Regions from separate parts of the Mus musculus genome. Here regions 2, 3, 4 and 5 are each linked to region 1. A link is a contact called in public Hi-C and promoter capture Hi-C data. All regions are on one chromosome and are shown on one strand. Each heading gives the region's core, a stretch centred on a gene start, on an enhancer-like site or on the middle of the called end of the contact. The rest is flanking DNA. Distances are from core to core; before and after follow the strand shown.

Region 1 (2,567 bases), core at 22-2,521:
GTCTTACTTTCTTGGTGAACACATCTTCACTGGAGGTATGATGAAAGTTTATTTTCTTTAAATCATGATCAGATGTCCCATCAGAGACAAAAGAATGTTTTGCATCAAAGGACAGTCTTCTAGGACAAAGCAGCCTATCAGGTTTAAAAACGGCTGAATGGCTTATGCCTTTAGTTTGAATACAACCATCTACTGATTTAGAAATAAATATATCCTGAAAGAGGTATCTAACAGATGGTTGCAATCCCTCATCAAAAACATTTAGCCGATGGTTTCTTGGGTTCCATTTTGAATGAATAACCTCTGGTCTGCAAGTTCCCAATGGATCTATCCTCAAAGCTCTGCTTCTTGGAAGTAACGTACTGAATCGTCGGATGGTCCATAACAAGGAACGTGCTTTGCTATTCATTCTGCTATCTATTGGCACACTTTCAAATACCCAAGATGCAACGCAAGTTGCCGTCTTTCTAAAAAAGAGCACATGCTGTGGACTGTCCTGTAGAGGATAGGTAAATAAAAGAAATAATGGTTAAAAACTGTTGCTTAAATAAGGGAAATGCATCTAACAGGGGCTTGCATGGGCACCGACGAGCCGCTAGAGTTTTATATTAAAATGGAACATGTCCTCGGTATGCTTCCTCCACGTTTATTTCATCTTTGTAAAAGTACCCAGGTCAATCACTTTAGCAGTTGTGGATAAAGTAGTTTCAATCAGTCAATCAATAAATGTGGATAAAGTAGCATAGATAGGTAGGTAAACTGAGAGATAGAAATAGACAGCTAGAAAGATAGATAAGACAGACAGAAAGATAGATAAGAATGTCTTGTGTAGGTGTTCAATATCGGCTAAGGAGAACTTTGTTAACACTACTTTGGAGGCCTTCACTGAAAACTGTATCATTGATGGACACTTCAGATCATCTTGCATTGGCCAAAAGCGAACTGTTAAGAAAACGTACTCGGACAGGTCGGTCTTGGTTAGGGACGGAATTAAAGAAAAAAAGCGATGTCCTTCCCGCCTGAGAATCTACAATCAGCCAGGTTCATCAAGATCCCGGAACCGGAGTCGGTGTCTTTCCGCAAATGGGCCGCCCAGCACTGCCCTAAACTTAAGACCCAGGCCACTTCCCAAACTTTTCTCCCCTAGGTAAAAAGACAAGTACGATCCGGCCCGCGATTCCGCTTCTGCTTGCCATCCACTCACCTTCGAACAGAACCCCGTGACTACACATAGGCGCAGCCATGACAGTTCCTCCTCAAGCGGCGCGTCTGGTGACGTATTACGGATTCTTTTATAAGTCAAAAAGCATCGGTTCTCAGCGACCGCGGAGGCCATGTGCAAATAGGGAGGAAAACCTTCCAGAAAGAATAGTTTCTATTCTCTGATGAAAAGATAGAAGCGAGAGCCTTAGGAAAACACGGAGCTTATAAAGTTCATCTATTGTTGTTTATGGAAACTCAAAACATTCAAATAGTGACTTTGAACTTTTAGCCCCTGGCGGTGCAGCCTCTTTTGAACGCGCCTGCGCCAGTTTTAGTACCCGCCGCGGTTGCCAGGAAACCGTGACGCCACGGTCCCAGTTTCTAGGTCTTGCTAGAAATCATGGCCAAATTTGTGATCGCGGGTGAGTGCTTCTCTAGTAAGCCCACAGATCTCTTCCCATGGGTGGTCAGCCTTGTTAACTGGCTTCTGTTCTTCAGCCCCATCCTTTAGAAGGATCATCTCAGGCTTTCTAGGCATTCATTTAAAGACGCTTGATACACAGTGGCAATGTGTCAAAGTCAGATGAGCAATGGGGACACGTTGGGGAAAATTCCCACCTCTGCCCTTGGCCAGTTTTAATTCCCACAAAACGTATAAGGGGTACAAAACGTATAAGGAATTCCTCTGATCTGCTGTGACTAATGTAATGATGGACAACTGCACAGGCCTCGGCGGGGTTGGCGGGAAAAGGAGCATAAGGAATGGATGGAGAGAAGGAAATAACTAAGCTATTAAAGAAACCAACCTCCAGATAAAGGCAAAGAGCTAGAAGATCTGTAGTCTAATGGAGGACCTGGATGTGGGAATGTCGCAGGGCCTGGGTTAGAATTACAAAATATAAACTAGATATTTAGTTTAAACAACAACAACAACAAAAGTTTGTACTAAATCTTGAACAAAATTTAACGAATTTAGGTAAAAATAATGTCAAAGTGTCAATTCGTCTACATTTTTAATGTAGACCATCTTGACAGCTGGAAGCAACACCACTACTTACTGGAACAGGCTGTTGACTGTATCTGCTTCCTCTTCTTTCACCAAGTATCTTTTTTTTCCTTTTTATTATTATTTTTTATTAGGTATTTATTTCATTTACATTTCTAATGCTATCCCAAAAGTCCCCCACCCACCCACTCCCACTTCTTTCACCAAGTATCTTAAAAGAGCTCCCTACTGTTCTATCCTTCCTTCCACTCAGTCTGGCTTCTCCTTTGGCCTTCCTATACAAACTATTTTGGCCACAATCACTTCTTTATTACACAATTGGAATTTACCATCCCTTTGGAAGTACATCTTTTGCTTC
Region 2 (2,567 bases), core at 47-2,546, 1.5 Mb before region 1:
AAAGCAGTCAATACTGTAACAAGTACAGAACTGATCCATATTCAAATTTATCTACTTGTGCAGTATCTTTCAAAAACATGTTCCTGAAAACTGGATCCCACCACATGGAATCTGCTTACCATGCCCCTTATTCTCTTTCCACGTAAAGCAGATCTCCAAGTGTCTTTTCATGGTAAGGAGTTTTCAAGAAAACAGGCAAACGGCCGATGCAATGCCCTACATGCTAGGTCTGATCCAGTGTTTCTTTCCATGGGATATTTAACTGGCTCCTTAATCACGTTTTCTATGCATGGAAAATCCACTCAAAGGACTCACAGAGCCATGGCTTTCATCTAGGTCTCAAAGTCTTGCTACTAACGTTATAAGAAACACTGCAGAATCTTGCTTGCAACATAAAATACATTTTAATACCTGGGTCCAATACTCAGCACCCATATAGTGCCTTACAACCATCTATAACTCTAGTCCATGGGGATTCACTGCCTTCTTCTGGCATCCACAGGCCCCAAGCATACATACACATGGTATATATAAATACATGCAGGTAAAACACTAATATACAATTTTTAAAAGTAAATAAAAAATGTTTATAAATATTTAAAGTGTCACAAAGTGCTTGCCACCCAGGCATGAGAACCTAAGTCCAGATCGCAAGTACTCATCTATAACGGGTGAATTTAGCAACACAAGCCTGTAATCCCAGCACTAAGGAAGTAGAAACAGGAGGGTCCCTGGGGCTTGCTGGCCAGCTAGTCTAACCAAACCAGTGAGTTCTGGGTTCACCTTTTCTTAAAAAAATAAGGTGAAGAGCAAAAATGAGGAAAATACCCAGTGTTGACCTTTGTCCTCCTCCATACATGCATGTAATACACACACACACACACACAGAGAGAGAGAGAGAGAGAGAGAGAGAGAGAGGGAGAGAGAGAGAGAGAGAGAGAGAGAGAGAGAGAGAGAGAGAAAACACCTCTTATAAGCATATGCCCCACAACACATATACAAAGTGCTGAACAAATTGACTATAGCCATACAAAGCTCTATAGCATAACCTAAGAGCATCCTCTTCCAGCTGGTCTCAAACTAATCTTGCTCATTTTAGTATTTTACGCAATCACTCAAGCAAGCTACACAACTCTGTGTCAACATTCATAACAGCACTGCTAAACTCCTTCAGTTACAAATATACTATGCTTTGCATATTTCCATTCAAAAAAACAAAAGCTCACAGTGGGCAGAATCCTGGGTGTCAGAGGCCAGCAGAAGTGGAGAGAATAGGGAAGTGTTGGTCTAGGGTAGGAAGGTTCGGTTAGGTAGAGGAACTGAGATGCACTTTACAGCCTGATGACTGCAATTAAAAATGCATAGTAGGTATTTTAAAATTACAGGAAAGTAAATCTTGAATGTTTTTGTCACACACACACAAAAAGGTTGGTTCCTAAGGTGCCAGATGTTACCTGGTTTTACTGACTCATTCCTTTTATGTCATTGCATCACTTTGTTCCATATAACTAATACAAATATAATTTATGACTATGTGAAGAACCACAATGAAACCCATTATCCCATATTATCAATGTGCTCCAGTAAGTATTGAACAAACTTGACTATAGCAGAGCCCTATAGGATAACTTAGGATATTCTCTTCTTAGTGGCATCAAATTGATAATGATAATTTTAACAACTATTAAAAACAAGCAACCAATTGTTATAAAGCTAATTCAGGCTCCATAGCCTGAGCTCTCTTAATTTTTTTTCATGTTTATTTATTTACGTATTTGGTAGGCAGGGGGTATGCCAATGCCGTAAGTCAGAAGGCAACTTCCATGAGTTGGTTCTTGTTTTTCGCCGTGTGGGTCCCAGGGATGGAACTCAGTATGTCAAGCACCTTTACCTGCTGAGCCATCTCCCAGCCCAGCCCAGCCCAGCCTATGCTTTCAACCAATACACAGAACCACTGGTTCCAACTACCTCTTTTACATGTTTCATTGTTGTCTTGGCCAACAAAGTTAATGATGACAATCAAATGCTTTATTAACATCAACAAAGTGTGCTACTCCTCTATCCAAACAACTTCTTATTAAGGTGGGGTTAGGTTCATTTCAAAGTGACTTATTTTAGTTAGGCAGCACAGGTTTCCAGTCACCACAAATCCTTTTCTAAATATCATAGTATACTTTACTCATTAAACTTCTTATAATTTTGTTACTTTTCAAAGCCCTATCAAGAAGCCATTTATATAGAGAGAAATAGATAGAGATAGATAGATAGATATAGATATAGGTATAGATATAGATATAGCTATAGATATAGATATGGGGGGGGTGAGTGGGTGGGTGGGTGTGTATCATCGGGAAGTAGTGGTGCATGCCTTTAATCCCTGCATTTGATTTGGAAGGCAGATGCAGGCAGATTTCTCTGAGTTCAAGGCCAACCTGGTTGACAGAGTGAGTTCCAAGACAGCCAAGGGCTACACAGAGAAACCCTATCCCAAAAAACCAAAAAATAAGGGACTAGAGAGATGACTCCGGGGTTTAAGACCATTGGCTGTGCTTCCAAGGAACCCAAAA
Region 3 (2,567 bases), core at 47-2,546, 1.4 Mb before region 1:
TAGCACATATTTAGAACTTGGTTGAAGATGCTTATATTTAAATTCACCATGGCTCTGTATTCCTATGCATTCTTCTTACTTTTGCCATCACCTATAGTCAATACTTCTTATTGTGTTTTATTCTTCGTTTCTTGAATTTATTCTAAAATGCTTTCTGGAACAAGAATGGCTATGAATACTTACTTTTAGTAATATAAACAATATGTGCCTGATGGTAGTAAGTAACGTTTTTTAAAGTGATTTAAAGTGAGATTAGAGGTGAAAGTATAAACTCACACACTCTCTAATCATTTTATAGGAATAAACGGAGGTCACAGCTAATACCCAGTTAATCAACATTAACAGCTGACACCACGTATGAGTCCTTTTCCACATAGCGCCCTCTAGCGTCCAAAATGAATCTTACTAACTGCCGTGAATTCATAACTTTTCAACACAATGCTGGTTGTTTTAAAAGTCCATGAAGCGTTGAATCTTGACCAATCAAGGATGACCTATTGTCCTACAAGTCATAATGTTCTCCTTTTCAAGACTAAGGAATACAGACAGAAAAATCTCTGGAAAGATTGGAATACGTTTAACCCATTCTTAGAATTCTAAGATTTATATCGTGTATCTCTAGTGCAGCTTCATCGCAACCCAGAAAATAAACCTCACTGTCTTCCATGACAAATGGTGAGTGAAGCTTATTTATAAACAGCAACAGTTGGGAATACGGATCATTGGTAGTGGAGGGAATTATTGGGGTGGAATGGTGAAGCTCTGTAAAAGCCTCAGCATGAGAATATGAATGGTTTTACTCATATATGTATTTGTGTGTAGGGTATTGTTTGTTCTTGATTTTGAAATGGAAAATGCGCTCTGTTTTAGCTTTTGCATTAAGGTAGAATCTGTAGTCCTCACACGCCTTTAAGAAACCTCAAATGCACATTCTTCAAAGGGCACAGTCCAGCTCTAAGAGGCATCCGGAGACTCCAGGAAGGGATCCAGTCTAGGGAGGGCTCCCTCTTTTGTACCTTTTGCAGAGAACCTGGATACTCAACGCTGGGATTCCTAGATTGTTGCGGAGCCCAGAACACTCGGTCTCGGCGCTTCCGATAGCCTGTCAGTAGGTGGCGTCCTCGCTCCTCAACTGCAGGGTGTTCCCGAGGAATCTCCGCGGCGTGGCAGTCCCATCCCCCACCGGGAACAGCGGACCGCTGCATCCCAGACTTAATCTCAATCTATGCCTCGGCCCACCCCACAAAGTCGGAGGCGGCGAATGGCGTCGTGGAGGGGGCGGGGCTTCGGGAGGTGGGCTGAGGGGGTGGGGCCTGGGAGGAGACAAAGCCGGGAAGAGTTAAACAGCCTTGACCCTGCCGCTGGGCTTCCGAGCGAAGGTTGTGGCAGATGCTGATCTAACTGGGGCCGGCTTATTACAGCTTGTGTGTACGCGCGGGTGTGAGCCGGTGAGTAGCTGGGGCGCCTCCGGCTGCAAGCGGGCGCTCCTTCCCCTCCCTACAGGTGCCCCAAGGCTTAGAGCGGCAGCCGCCGCCCCTTACTATTAAACTATTCCGTTGAAAGCTGGAGTGAGAAAAAAGGAAGAAACCCCAGGTCTTGGCTGTGCAGAGATGAACTCAGTGGCAAGGCCCTGGTGCACTCAGGGACGCTTCCAGAGTTTGGGCGTAGAGAAGGGAAATGGGAGTAGCAGAGTGCTGCTTGCCTATCTGTATAGAAGGGCGCTTCCGAGGTTGGGATCGCTTTGGGAGGCGAGGACGTTGCAAGCAGTGACAAGTGGCAAGGCACCCGCGGAGGAGAATTTAGCTTTGAGGTGGACGCACAGAACTCTTGAGTGTTGGGTGTAAAAGGACTAGGCAGGAAAGCTGGTTGCAGAAAGGGTGTAAGCCAGGAATTTAGGCGTGTACTCCCTTCAAGGTTCAGGGGTGGGACCTGCCTTGTGGTCGGAGAAGAGCTAATGAGAGTGCAAGAGAGGGAGGGGATGAAGGTAGGCGGAGCCTCCAGCTTCAGTCTGTAGTGTTTGCTTAGCCACTTGGGGGCGCCCTGGGGTCTCGATTCCAGATGCAGCCATCTCAGTGGACCTCGTATTTAAAAGGTCCTGGCAGTGCTGAGAGGAGGGGCTGGTGTGGGGATCTGGAAGGAGGAACCGAGTCAGCTTCATTAGCAGAGCTTGCACAACGCCCACATGGATATCTCCTGTCTCAGTGTCACCCGAGGTCGAGCAAACCCGAGACCTGCAAAAAGCCAAAGAGCCGGGCGCTCACTCTAGGACTCACCGTCCTGTGGTGTGAGCGTGTGTGCGCACCAATATTTGTACTCCTGTGACCTTTATTTGGAAGGCTCCTGCCCTTTGCCCCTCTGGATACACTCAAGCACTGTACTTTAAACCAGATAAACTGGGCTGTAAGGCTGATATTAAATACAAATCCTCCTGGCAGGGGTATTTGTATGTTAAGACTTTCTGTTCCGGATCTTGCTTTGTTTTAGGAGATAAATTGAAAGGACACTTGTTTAAGTCATCAAAATTGAGAGGCCTTGTTATAATTGCAAGTCCGTTCACCATCAAGATA
Region 4 (2,567 bases), core at 42-2,541, 1.2 Mb before region 1:
GTCCATTATTATTATGGCAGGAACTTTGCAGTGTACAGGCAAGTGCTGGAAGACCCAAGAGTTCGACATCTAGATGCCAAGACAACCAGAAGGAGACAGTCTACTTCAGGCAGCTGGGAGGAGGCTCTGATTCCATACTGGGCAGAGCTTAATATACCTATACCTTAGTATACAGCAATCTCAAAGCCGGCTTAAGTAGCAGTCACTTCCTCCAACAAGAATGTACCTACTCCAATAAGGTCACACCTCTGATAGTGCCATTCCTTATGGCCAAGCATTGAAACATGAGTCTATGGGAGCCAAATCTATTCAACCAATCACAATTTGATTCTGTACTTTTTAAAGATTTGACTTTCAAAAAAAATATTATATATCCTGTTGAGTCCTAATTCTCTCCATTTTTAAACAGAATATGGATACTGGTCATTGACTTACACGCGTTTGTTTGTGCTTTGTTTGCTTTTGTTGTTGTTTTGTTTTGGAACTCACTCTGTAGACAAGGGTGGAGGGGCTCAGACTCACAGAGATCCACCTGCTTCTGCCTCCTGAGTGCTGGGATTAAAGGTTTGTGACACCACTGCTTGGCTTGCTTTTGCTTTTGAGACAAAGCCTGTAGCTCTGGTTGGCCCGGAACTCTCTGTGTAGACCAGGTTGGCTTCAAACTCACACAGGTTCACTTGCCTGTGCCTCCTCAGTGCCAGTGCTGGGATTAAAAGTGTGTGCTACCCCGCCCCCGCCCCTCTCTTACTAAGCTTAATTGAAAAAAAAAAAAAAAAAAAAAACCGACTAAGAAGTATGCTGTGATGGCAAATTAAGACTGAAAACTGAAAGGAAGATTCATCCAACCGGAACTGCACGTCTTTGCAAAGTGGCTGGTTACCAGCAGACCTCAGGAGAGGTGACTTCTTGCCCTTCCCTAAGCCCTAGCTGCTAGACTAGGAATCCACAGCCAGGTTAGAGACATTTCCCCTCAACCACATCCTTTAAAACCGTGAACCTAACTAAAGATGAAAAGCAGTTCGTGCACCTATCCAAAGATGACAAGCAGTTCATTCCTATGTTTGGAAAGCATTATTTCTGAGAAATTCTCTTATTCTTAGCAACTGCTGCTAGCTGGCCCTGCCCTGGTAGGTTCCAAGTGACAGTTTTAACTGCAAACATCCTCGGTCTTGGGAAGAACGTGGAAGGGACCAAGCCTGGGATAAAGGCTGTAAAGCAAACAATAAGATAAGGAGGTCAGGCCCCGCCCGACCGCCTGCTCCTCCCGTAGGAGGGACCGGTCCTCACCGGCTGGAACTCTGTGTAATCGGATCCTGTTGCCGGGCTGCCGCGGGGAAGCTTTTGGGCGTGGGACCGCGAGAAGCCGCTTGTAAACAGAGCCGGGCCGGGATGGTCGGCAGCTGGAGCGCAGTCGCTGGCGGTGAGGAGGGCGGGCTGCCCGGGTCGGGGTCCTGCCGGGGGTCGGCTGCAGGCCGCAGGGGAGAAGGGACCAGAGCCGCGGTGAGCATCCTCCTCACGGCGGCCTTGGGCGGGGAGGGGGACGGGATGACGCATCCCCGGAGCTCCCCGGGGTCGCCGGGGTTCTTCCCACGCACCGCTTTCTGTTGTATTTCGCGCTGGGGATAGCACTTCATTTGTGGGTGGCTAAGTGAGGAGGAAGACATGACCTGGTGTTTATTTTTTGTGAATCAAGTAACGCAAATTAGAAAGTAGTTGAATAAGGTGATCCTGTTTCTGCGTTGTTTTTAGTAACCCCTCCCCAGCGATCATAGAAACCAAACCCCAGTAGAGCTTTTAGCCCCAGAGAAACGCTACGTTTGTTCTTTCTATTGACTGAGCCCATTTTGAATGTATAGTAAATGACAGTACAGGACTAATGATAGATTGGTCTTGTATGAAAAGCTTATTAAGCTAGAAAACAAAAACAAAACAAACAAAACAAGATAAGGAGTCCTCAGGCCCTTAAGCTGGAAAAAAAATTCTGATTTCAGAAGACAAATAGAGGCTGGGCTTATATGTATAGTTTGCAAAGCAAGGCGCCTTTACAGGTTAAAAAGATTGAGATATATTATTGTAAATGTTATTTAGTTCCTCCCCTTTTTTTCTTTGATCCATGGAACTAGAAAGAAACTTCTGGGTTTTTCCTGTAAAATATTTTCAACAAATCATAATAAATTGTGACTTGTACTTATACAGCATTATAGAATAGTACACGTTATAAGTGGTTGCTTAAAACACCAAGTAGTTTTTATTTCATTTACTTAAAGAAATACCATAGCAAAAATGAGGTCTTTAAAAGGTCAATATACATGTGTTACCTTGGTAACATAATCTAACTTCACTAGGAGTCAAGTATTAGGTTAAATTGACACGAAGTGTGTAAATGTCATGTACCAAGAAATAACATCAATAACTTGTGTGTTTGTCTTTATAGTAAGTACTTTAACAATGCTATTGTTCTGGCAAGATCCTGAAAGCTTACTTCAGCTTAAATTCTTGTTTGGTCACTTTCTCATTTCGTCATCCTGGAAAGTTTACTCAATTTAGCTGTTTCCTAATCTGTAGAA
Region 5 (2,567 bases), core at 46-2,545, 1.2 Mb before region 1:
AGGAGGATTGCCAGTTTGAGACCAGTCTAGGATTGATCATGAAAACCTGTCTCAGAAAACAAAAACACGTTGAGAGCCAGCATAGAAGCCATAGGAGGTAATGTGTGTGTGTCTGTATATATGACAAGAGCAGACCTGTGCTGAACCAGTTAACTACTTTTGGAAGTGTTTTTGATAAGAAAATACTACCTTTAGTAGTTTTGGTTTGTTTAATTTGTCATTTATTTATTTTACTTATTCTTGAAATTGTTAGCATTTCAGTGTTTTTTTGGTGCCTATATTATTATATTTTGGAATTCAGGCATTCAGTAATACTCTACTAATTGCTTACAGGATAGGCATCCTGAATTCATAATATACTTACTTGTGTGACATTAGATTGCTGATAGAGTCCATAAATTCCTTGTAATTGGAAAATAGGAGACTAGCCCAGCCTTGTTCTCAAGTTAGTCACTGGAGTCTCTGCCTTAAGAGACTGTATAGTAAGAGAATGAAGAAAGCCCTGCGTGGGCTGTGAAGGCTGCCACTCAGTTAACACTTCTCACCTGTCTCTCAGTTTGCTTCCTGAAGGAGCATGCATTGCCCATATGTTGCATTGCATTGAGTAAAGGGAGTGTTGGAGAGCAGGCCCAGTGCAACTAAAGCTTGGAGAGAGAAAAACAGGGAAAGGCAAAGCGAGGAGCCGAGGCCCGAAGAAGGAAGCGAAGAAGAGGGAAAGTATTACATAATGGGTGAGAGCAGACCTTTCTGGCAGTGTCTGTCACCCAGTTCCCTGTGACACGACGCATCCCTTGGCTGTCTAAATTTGGAGCTTGATAAATCTGGACTGTTGGGGGTAGCTGAGTACGGAGAGCAGGGAGCTCAGCACAGGGTTACAAGTGGAATTGGGTTGCTCGCTTGCGCAGCTGGTGCTTCATGCTTCGGCTTGGCAGTCCGATGGGGTGCAGGTGCGTTTCTAACTCAGAGAGACCGCTAACTTGTAAGTGTGTAACGTACAGTGTACTGCATTCAAGAGTAAAACCAGTTCACTCCCTTTACAGCATATGTGGTTTGCAGGCATTTTCGTTCCCAGTGCTAAACCAGGAAGATTGTTTTTCTGCCTCAGGTTGGGAATTATTCTGTGTGTCCTGTAGGGGGCAGAGTCTCAAAAGAAAAAGAAAAAGAAAAGAAAAGAAAAAGCTTTGTTATACAAACCTGAATGTTTTTTAAATTAGTGGGAGGCTGTTAGTCGTCCAAGAGGTTGCTATAGCAGATGGCCCTTTTAAGGATCCATGCTTCTCTCAGCATTGGTGATTTAAATCACTTGCTTTGCTTTTTGTAACTGTGTGCTGATGACACAGACCGGGTGGAAAAGCAGCTAGAGAACTAGCATGTCTGCCTTCCAGGCTGCCAGTCAGTTTAGCACATTGGACTTCATGCACTCATTGAGAAGCAAATTCACAGACTTTCATGGCTTTAGTGTATCTCTTTAGACTGTTAAGTTTTTAATGTTTACTTAGTCCCTCCCCCATTAAATATTTTGGATGAATAAGGTTGCACTGAGTAGGCTCTTAATTCTGTTGTCATTTGGTTGCTATTTAGAGGAGCTACAAATATTGGCTTTTACATATATAAAATATGGACCGTTGGTCCTGTTTCACTAAATTCTTTCTCTAAGTGAAGACTTCTTAGGTCTCTTAAGTTTTAAACAGTTCCTACAGAGAAAATGGAGCATGACCATACCAGGATGCCTGAGGTTATGGTTTTGAAGCTATATGGGGAGCCATAACTCCATATTTCTTGGCTCATGCTTAGACTTAGGATAGTTGTGTGTGCTAGCTGCATAGCTTCCTTTCCAGCTCCGTGGCTGCTTAGCAAGCCCTTGCTACAGAAGCCTAACCATGTTCAAGTCTGTCTCCTGGGTACCCCTGAGCTCTCCAGAAAGCTAACCATGTTCACGCCAGTCTCCTGAGGACCCCTGAGCTCTCCAGTCCCACCTCCTGACGGCTGAGAACCCATTCCTGTGCTCGTTTGCTTATTCTCTGCTTGCCAAGTGCATGGCTGTGCCTGAGGTCAGAGTGTTAGAAATGTGGACGTAACCCCTTCCCTCATTAGACTGTAGGCAGCTAGGAATGTTAGATATTAAATAATAACATTGGTAACTGCCAAATAGCAGCCACGACCAGATTCACAGATGTGACAGCCACATTCCAGATCCCCGAGCCGTCAGAGGTAGGTAGAGCCAGGTAGGACTGTAGAAGATCATTTCTGGACTATAAAAAAGGCACTCAATGCAGATGAACTTCATGTTTGACCATGACGTCACAGAAAGTTCTTGAGCAGAGCAATGCATGCTGGGCGAGGTGCTGCAGAAGTGTTATTTGGGGATGCTTTTCTATGGCCTCTGTCAAAAGCGTCTACGATAGAAAATGAGGTGTGCTTCTTTAGTGAAACACAGGCTGGAATTCAGCATTGTATTTGACAATAAGGAACCTGTGATTTAAAAATATTAATGCTTAAAAGGTGATTGTTCAGTTTATTAAAATATCTAGTATATGGCCATAAGTGTTTCTAAATTTGGTTTTCAT

Evidence for each region. Promoter capture Hi-C pulls out the DNA fragments that hold promoters and counts their contacts. A called contact is a pair of places that touch in the nucleus more often than the background predicts. Capture Hi-C pulls out chosen DNA fragments and counts their contacts.
Region 2: a contact with region 1 is called in a Hi-C map of B cells, with 6 read pairs. The contact joins the enhancer-like site here to the promoter of Fastkd2 in region 1. A contact is called at or near these places in 4 of 39 promoter capture datasets (the C10 cell line, the HPC-7 cell line, liver and 1 more), 1 of 484 Hi-C or Micro-C datasets (B cells), 1 of 115 datasets of contacts at active chromatin or transcription factors (pro-B cells) and 2 of 9 other capture datasets (adipose tissue and liver).
Region 3: a contact with region 1 is called in a Hi-C map of B cells, with 13 read pairs. The contact joins the promoter of Idh1 here to the promoter of Fastkd2 in region 1. A contact is called at or near these places in 5 of 39 promoter capture datasets (embryonic stem cells, hippocampal neurons, liver and 2 more), 9 of 484 Hi-C or Micro-C datasets (B cells, CD4 T cells, CD8 T cells and 6 more), 7 of 115 datasets of contacts at active chromatin or transcription factors (the NIH/3T3 cell line, T-cell acute lymphoblastic leukemia, astrocytes and 3 more) and 2 of 9 other capture datasets (adipose tissue and liver).
Region 4: a contact with region 1 is called in a promoter capture Hi-C map of adipose tissue, with 5 times the contacts expected there. The contact joins the promoter of Plekhm3 here to the promoter of Fastkd2 in region 1. A contact is called at or near these places in 8 of 39 promoter capture datasets (the 3T3-L1 cell line, 3T3-L1-derived adipocytes, cranial neural crest and 5 more), 5 of 115 datasets of contacts at active chromatin or transcription factors (astrocytes, embryonic forebrain, fetal liver and 2 more) and 3 of 9 other capture datasets (adipose tissue, liver and macrophages).
Region 5: a contact with region 1 is called in a promoter capture Hi-C map of pre-B cells, with 4 times the contacts expected there. The contact joins the enhancer-like site here to the promoter of Fastkd2 in region 1. A contact is called at or near these places in 8 of 39 promoter capture datasets (cranial neural crest, embryonic stem cells, frontonasal cranial neural crest and 4 more), 3 of 484 Hi-C or Micro-C datasets (B cells, cortical neurons and cumulus cells), 2 of 115 datasets of contacts at active chromatin or transcription factors (embryonic stem cells and pro-B cells) and 1 of 9 other capture datasets (macrophages).

What each region holds. Positions count from the first base shown.
Region 1 is chr1:63,729,329-63,731,895 of GRCm38.p6, reverse strand. It overlaps Fastkd2 (FAST kinase domains 2), which reads right to left and starts at 1,271. Exons shown (of 12, transcript NM_172422.3): 1 at 1,205-1,271; 2 at 1-496. The coding sequence starts at 409. Mdh1b (malate dehydrogenase 1B, NAD (soluble)) reads left to right here and starts at 1,578. Exons shown (of 11, transcript NM_029696.4): 1 at 1,578-1,625. The coding sequence starts at 1,604.
Region 2 is chr1:65,226,515-65,229,081 of GRCm38.p6, reverse strand. All of the region lies in intron 12 of Pikfyve (phosphoinositide kinase, FYVE type zinc finger containing), which reads right to left. Among named protein-coding and RNA genes, the nearest start is that of Pikfyve, 41 kb to the right of the region's middle. Within about 2 kb of position 1,296, at least 21 of the 459 cell types and tissues checked have an H3K27ac peak or open chromatin away from gene starts, as enhancers often do. A contact at or near this core is called in B cells, where this site is marked.
Region 3 is chr1:65,177,871-65,180,437 of GRCm38.p6, reverse strand. Idh1 (isocitrate dehydrogenase 1 (NADP+), soluble) reads left to right here and starts at 1,296. Exons shown (of 9, transcript NM_010497.3): 1 at 1,296-1,448.
Region 4 is chr1:64,955,548-64,958,114 of GRCm38.p6, reverse strand. Plekhm3 (pleckstrin homology domain containing, family M, member 3) reads left to right here and starts at 1,291. Exons shown (of 8, transcript NM_001039493.1): 1 at 1,291-1,420. It overlaps Gm51627 (predicted gene, 51627), which reads right to left and starts at 1,536. Exons shown (of 3, transcript NR_165472.1): 1 at 1,288-1,536.
Region 5 is chr1:64,917,664-64,920,230 of GRCm38.p6, reverse strand. All of the region lies in intron 3 of Plekhm3 (pleckstrin homology domain containing, family M, member 3), which reads left to right. Among named protein-coding and RNA genes, the nearest start is that of Gm51628, 32 kb to the right of the region's middle. Within about 2 kb of position 1,295, at least 84 of the 459 cell types and tissues checked have an H3K27ac peak or open chromatin away from gene starts, as enhancers often do. A contact at or near this core is called in cortical neurons and hippocampal neurons, where this site is marked.